Linked DNA regions of Rattus norvegicus: region 2 is linked to region 1. The links are chromatin contacts, called in public Hi-C maps. All regions are on one chromosome and are shown on one strand. The core of a region is the stretch at or near the end of the contact, and the rest is flanking DNA. Distances in the headings are between cores, read along the strand shown.

Evidence for each region. Hi-C and Micro-C count contacts between places; a contact is called where the count stands out from the background.
Region 2: a Hi-C map of liver shows a contact between it and region 1, with 4 times the contacts expected there. The contact joins two enhancer-like sites. A contact is called at or near these places in 10 of 12 Hi-C or Micro-C datasets (the A7r5 cell line, the Rat2 cell line, Schwann cells and 6 more).

The regions. Positions count from the first base shown.
Region 1 is chr1:251,345,940-251,349,088 of GRCr8, forward strand. It overlaps Loxl4 (lysyl oxidase-like 4), which reads right to left. Exons shown (of 15, transcript NM_001107592.1): 15 at 1,299-2,775. The coding sequence ends at 2,705. Among named protein-coding and RNA genes, the nearest start is that of Loxl4, 18 kb to the right of the region's middle. Within about 2 kb of position 1,477, at least 6 of the 93 cell types and tissues checked have an H3K27ac peak or open chromatin away from gene starts, as enhancers often do. A contact at or near this core is called in liver, where this site is marked.
Region 2 is chr1:251,400,505-251,403,653 of GRCr8, forward strand. No RefSeq gene overlaps it. Among named protein-coding and RNA genes, the nearest start is that of Loxl4, 37 kb to the left of the region's middle. Within about 2 kb of position 1,452, at least 3 of the 93 cell types and tissues checked have an H3K27ac peak or open chromatin away from gene starts, as enhancers often do. A contact at or near this core is called in liver, where this site is marked.

The sequences.
Region 1 (3,149 bases), core at 227-2,726:
TCTTCTAAAGGCACTGTTAATGTTTATTACCCAGTTTTTAAAAAAGTCTCATTTCTAAAACAAATTCTTTTTTATTCTGACAGTAGTGTTCTAGCAACCTAGCTATCTGGTAATCAGCTACTACTATTACTCAGGATAACTCTAGTCAGGCTCAGAGAACAATTTTTTTAAGTCAACATTTGAAAGTTATGAAGCATTGCCGTTTTACTTCCAATTGGAAATGTGCTTTTTGCTTAAATTATTCCAGTAGCTGGGGATACTGTGTACTGGTCAGTGATACGAAGTCCCAGCCATGGGCCCAGCTTGTCCATATAGCATCAAATCCTTGGTTATATCTAAACCGAACTTTTATAAAAGGAGTTAATGGGAGAGCACCGTGTGGCTGCTACTGTCCCATAGAACAGACCTCTCTAAAATAAGGAGAGCAGGGTGGCTGCTGTGAGAGAAATGTTAGCTATGGGGGACGGCATGTCAGGTACTCCCGTCTACTAAGTGTCTTGTATATGGTAAACATCTAAATCTCAGGGTTACGTCAAATCTGTAGTAGAAAGTCACAGTTCCTGTGGATTCTAGTTCTCTCCTCACAGCGTGAAAGTCTTGGTAGCATTAGCCTAGCTTCTGAGGAGAGCTTCCTAACCCTTCTCTGAAGCACTCAGGGTGCCAAGGTGAAAGTCTTCTGAGGTTTTGGTTCTGCCTGGAATTTGGCGGTTGGTATTCTGTTAACATTCCTCATCTCGTTATATAAGTCATGCCAGCCACCAACCTTCCCGTGTCTTTCCCTTTCAACTCAGAGGTCTAACAGCGCAGCCCTTGTATAGCTTTTTCCAGGAATTAGAATTGGCTGCACCTACCAGTCGTGTGATGTGGGCCAGAAAGCTGAGACCAGTGCTGGTGGCTGTCTGCCTGGCCTGCTTTTTCTGGCCTCTTGGAAACTAGATCCAACAAGAAGGTGAGGGTAACCTCCCTGCCCAGGTCTATCATCACTCACCACCCCACCCCACCCCACCCTAGCTAGCTGCACATTCTTTTGCAGACCATTAGCTTCATGTGTGAGTATGTCACTGTTCGCTGGATCCAACAGGAAATCAGTCCTTCCCTTGTTTACCTAAACCGTTACACCAGAATAGGCTTCCTGTGCCAGATGAAGGGGATGACGGGACGGAGGAGACGGAAAAGGCACTTTTAGTTCACGGAAGGCACCCCAAAACATGTCTCTTGACTGTCAGAGTAGCTCTTGTAATGTGGGGCGGAGAATACTGTAAATCAGTTCTGTCTCCTACCATTTATTTTGATTTTGTAGCCTCTATTATAAAAGTTTACAGTCTTTGGGTTGCACCTTCTCATTCTTCCCTTTCACTTCTCGCCTTCCAGACCCGAGGATCACTGTTGACCTCGGGCAGCGTAACAGGGAAGCAGGTTAGGGTGGGCTGTACCAAGGAATGTGTTCTGCGTATCATCCAGCTCTGGAGGGAAGAGGGCAGAGTGCAATGCACTGGGAGCTACGGAAGTACAGCTGCTCTGGTCTCTGTAGCAGCCCATAATGAGCAGCCTTTATTGGATTATAAGACCTAGAAGACATCCGTGTGTACGTCCATGGATAAAAGGTCCAGGCATGCCCAGAAAGACTTCAGATCTTATACCAGTTGAGCAAAAGCAGAGCACAGCCACCTCTCTGTGGATGGTGGCTTTTCCCAGGTTCAGTCCTGAACTAAATTAAGCGTTCTTGCTTCTTGTTGACTCAGTCTTGTGTTCCTAACTCTACCAGACCTGTTTTGGCGTTCCTGCAGAGGGGCTGTACTGACCAACTTCTCTATCGCAGTTCTTCTCAGTTTGTTAAGGTGAAGTGGCCTTGGTTAAATCTGAAATTTAGGCTAACCTTGCAATGTAGGTGATTCTAAGAGACTGGACTGCCTGCCAGATATGGGCTTCCTGTTGTCTCCCTTGGCAGAGGTCCTCAAAGGCTGAACTTGTGACCTCAGCTGTCTTCTTGATTTCTTGCTACTCTTCAGGAAAGGCCCTGTCTTGCCATTCTGGGTAACTTGCCACCACCACCCCCAGCCCCAGTAATCAGGATGTTGATCCATCAGGAGGCTTGAGGGTTCAGGGGTATTAGAAATGTACGTGTGTGTGTGTGTGTGTGTGTGTGTGGTAAAACTGCCAAGGAGAGGCTTCAGAGCCTCTGAGGGAGGATAAGCAGAGGGACTGCATTCACCAGCCTCTCTGCCAGGTGTGACTTTGACATGGTTATTTTGCATGGAGCACATAGCAGAGAGGACTGACTCCATCCACTTCTTGTGTTCTCTGCTCCTCTGTCCTGTGTTCCTCCAAGACACTTGTGAAGCACCACTTAGAGAGGGAGGACCTTGGTCACAGTTCATCCCTGAGGAACTTGGAGCTCCTGAAGCTGGGAACTGTGCATCAAGTTGTAAGAAAGGTCGAGTCTCCTTAAGGAAGAGAAGGTTTAGCTGGTCAGAGCCTCAAGGCCATGCTATCTAGGCCATAAGTGCTCTGGAGGGGCCAGAGCCGTCCTGAGAGTACTGCCATCCCGGTGATGATCTGGCCACTGAAAGGCTTCCTGAGCAGCTTCTTGGTGCTCCTTGTCACTGGCCCCTTGTCCTGTGAGTCAGGGCTTTGTGAAGGGCATGGCTCCAGTAAGCTGAGGTATCTGGTGTGTGAGCGGAGCTGGGGGCGTGCAATAACGGCTTTAGATCAAGTTGTTCCTGAGTCGCTGTTCCTGCTCCAGGGAGAGCTCTGCATTGGGTCGGTAGGGATCTCCTGTGGGCCAAAGCAAAATCGTTAAGTAGACGAACCCACCACAGCCCCTTTCCATCCGGGCAGTCTTAGGCATACAGCCTGTTGTGTGAAAAGGGCCATACTGGTTCTTCTTTGTTCCCCCCAGTCCCCAGGTTCTTCCTTTGTGGCCACCCTACCTGCTTTGTCCCCTCATTTCCCCCTTGTAACTCAACAGCAACAGGAGGCTCTGCAGTGGCAGGGATTGTCCGAGACTGCAGCTCTAGCCAGCTTCATCCTCCACCATGGCGCTCGCTGGCTCCTAGTACCCCTTACCCTAAAAGTACCCCTTACCCTAAAAGCTTACAGGGACAGTAGTTCCCCGTGCCTTTATCCCTGGGCTCAGTGTCATTTGTTAA
Region 2 (3,149 bases), core at 202-2,701, 55 kb after region 1:
AAGAGCGGGGCTCACTAAATGGTCAGCAGAAGCTGGTGAACAGCTACAGCCTTCAGGGCAGGAATTGGAGACAGGGTGGAGGGCCTCGTGCATGTCAGTCAGAGACAGCAGGACAGTGTTGGGATTCATGTCCGCCAGGGAACAAGCAGGTCTTTGTGGTGCAGCAGAGACAGAATAGGAGCTGAAGCTTCCAGTCTGGGTGGCCTCTGGTATTCCTCAAGATGGGGATTATGGGAGGGGGAACTGGTGCAGGAGACAGTTGCTGCTCTTGTTTTCTCGTGTTAGTTTACTGGGGTGGGGTCGCCCAATCTATCTAGAAGGCAGACTACTGTTGCAGCCCCAGGACTAAGCTCTTGGGCTTCACTTGAACTTAAAACAGCTCAGTGAGGCCGTTTTACAGATGGAGCTGATGGCCCTACAGGTAAACTGTTTGCTTTGAGGTGAGGAGTTCTTGTCTTGCAGAATCTGAGTCTTAGAAGAGAACCTCCTGGTTCTCAGACTGCGGGGCTGTCCTTTAACTGAGCAAAACCTTACCCAGAGGGTCAAGGGGCAGCCCCTGGGGAACTCATTGCTTCTCTAAAGATGAATTTAAAGAGTGCATGGGCATTTTTGATTGGCTCTCGGCTCTCTCCCATCCCTTGCTCTCTGTTGGGAGGGAGAACCAGGGCCAATTGCATCCGTGAAGAATCAGGAGCAAGGGAAGATGATGAGGAAAGGGCAGAGGGTTGAGTGGCATGCACGTGCTAGTGGTCCTCAGGTTACACCAGGTCGTAAACACAATAGTCAGCAAATGTGTCTCAACTGCTAGGGTCTGTGATGCAGAAGAGTCTGAAGGCGGACTTTGGGTCTGTGCTTGAGTGTGTGTGTGTGTCCGTGTGTGTCCGTATGTGTGTCCACTCGTGCATGCCCTCACATGCGCATGCATGCACCCATGTACTTGTGAGTACGCACACCTCTCTTGGTCTCTGGACTTGCTTCATCCTGGGGCTGGGGCTTACTTTGATTTCTCAAGTCACAAGTGGGGCTGGGCTGTGGAGTTCTTAGTGGGGCTGCCTATACCTGGAACCCATTCTACTATTTGGTTGCAGTAAGGGTTTCCCACGTGAGTTGGGAAAAAGGTAGGCAGAGAGCTGTGGCAGCAGAGAGAGGCCCAGGAAAGCCCATTTTCGTGGGAGGTGCCATTGGGGATACATCACTGTCCCTCGTCTCTTGTGTGTTCACCACTGAACCCAGATCTGCCCACCAGTCTGTGAACCAAGTCTCATGCCGCCAAGAGGTAGATCAGCTTCGAGGACAGGTCAATTCTCTTGGGATCTGTCCTTCTGTGTGCGATTGCCCTCCTCTTCCTCTTTCCCCTCCCCTTCTCACTTCTGGGTCCAGCCCTGGCTCCTGGAGATTCTTAGAGCCCAGCTCTTGGCCAGACACTTCAGCTGGCTCATTACCAGCACTCTCCTGCCCTCTTATGGCCACCCTGGAACCAGCCTCTGATCAGATGCTTTCCCGGGGCCTGAAGGTGCAGCAGCCTAGGGAAGTGGGCTTGGTCCTGAACCTGGTGTGTCTAGGGTCCTGGAAGAGACACATGGGGCTTGATTCTATCCTTAGCCCAGGAGGCTCCTTCCCCAGAGACCACCCAGTGGGCCACCATTGGATTCTCTTTCCATTAGGGAACAAAGGCTCAGAAACTCAGCTCTAGTCCGCCTCAAGGCAGAAATGCAGAGTGATGGGCTGGCTACACTCTAGTGTCTTCTGTGTCTCTCTTCCCAGTTTCTCTCCTCAAACACTGTTTAACCTTTTGCTCCCCCCTTCACGCTCTGTTTCAGCTTCTGGACTCTGGTCCCCTTATCTCTACTCCATTTCTCTGAAATGCTGGCCCAGAGCCAGCACTCTTTCTGACCTCGGACCCGCCCACTACTCTGTGGGATGCCAGAAACGTGGCAGGCAGCTTTTAAGTCATCTCAAGACCCATTGCCTACCTCTAGACTCCTCAGATTTAGTCATGGTACTCCCAGAATTTTGTTCTTGGGTTTCTTGTTTGGGGGACAGACCTTCTGTCCTCTCTCATGTTTTAAGGAGTGTTTTCTGGGCATCTTTATCTTCCTGCCCACAATCCCTCATTTTCTGGAAGACTATATTGGCTCTGCTCTCTAAATTAGAATAGGGTTCTCAAAGGGCAGAGATAGGGGCCCTACCATGTCTAAGACTGGATTAATTTCTGCATGCCGTAGGCCCTCCCAGGTAGCACTGGCCGTGTAAGTTGCTGTGTACGGGAGCTGACATGGGCCTAGAAGGGCAAATTCAAGTTCAGAGGTATCCAGCACATGGGGTCATTTGGGGTCCTGACCAGCTTCTGCTCTAGAGGCTCAGGAAGACTCTGGAGCCTCAGGAAGCAGCTGTCCAGGGCAGGCATTTGTTATGAGCACCAGGATGGAAAGGCCACTGTCGCCACCCTCCAGGGCTCAGCGTGAGCCTGACTCTGCTTCATACACTGTCAAACACTGTCGCTTTGCCAGAGGAGCCCATCTCTGAGGAAATGACCCTGAGAGTCTCCCAGCTGAGGCTTCCCTGGAAATGTGCTCTCATCCCTGTGTCTGGTACACGGGTATGGATGCTTCTCGGAAGGAAGCCATGTGGTGCCTGAGGGAACCCTGCACAGGGAATCTGGGCTCCACGCCCCATCCTGGCTGTATAATTTCGGAGCTATATGACTTTGAAGAAATCACTCCTTGTCTCCGACCGACTCTTTTCTGGTGACAAAATGAAGATGCCTTGAAATTCACTCCACCAGGACCAGCCACAGAGCATGGGGTCAGCCAATATTGACTGGAAGATCTAAATGTTTCCTCCTCTCCATCCATGACAATTCCCTGGTTCACCTTCATTTCAAAATGGTAACTTGACCTTGAAAGCTGCTCTCTTCCTTCCTCTGCCTCTCCCAGTCACTCTCCCTTTCCGAGTGAGGTCTCTGGGTCTTCGCATCCTTCTATACAAAGTGGAGGCTGTTACACAACTCATAGGGCTGGGTGAAGGCAGGAATGATGTATAGCACCTGATGGCAGGCTCACACACAGAGCATGCTCAGTAGAGGCCACTTAGGTTCAAAGGAGAGGGACCATACCCTGGTGCTAGGGCTGAGCTAGAAATGAGCCAGA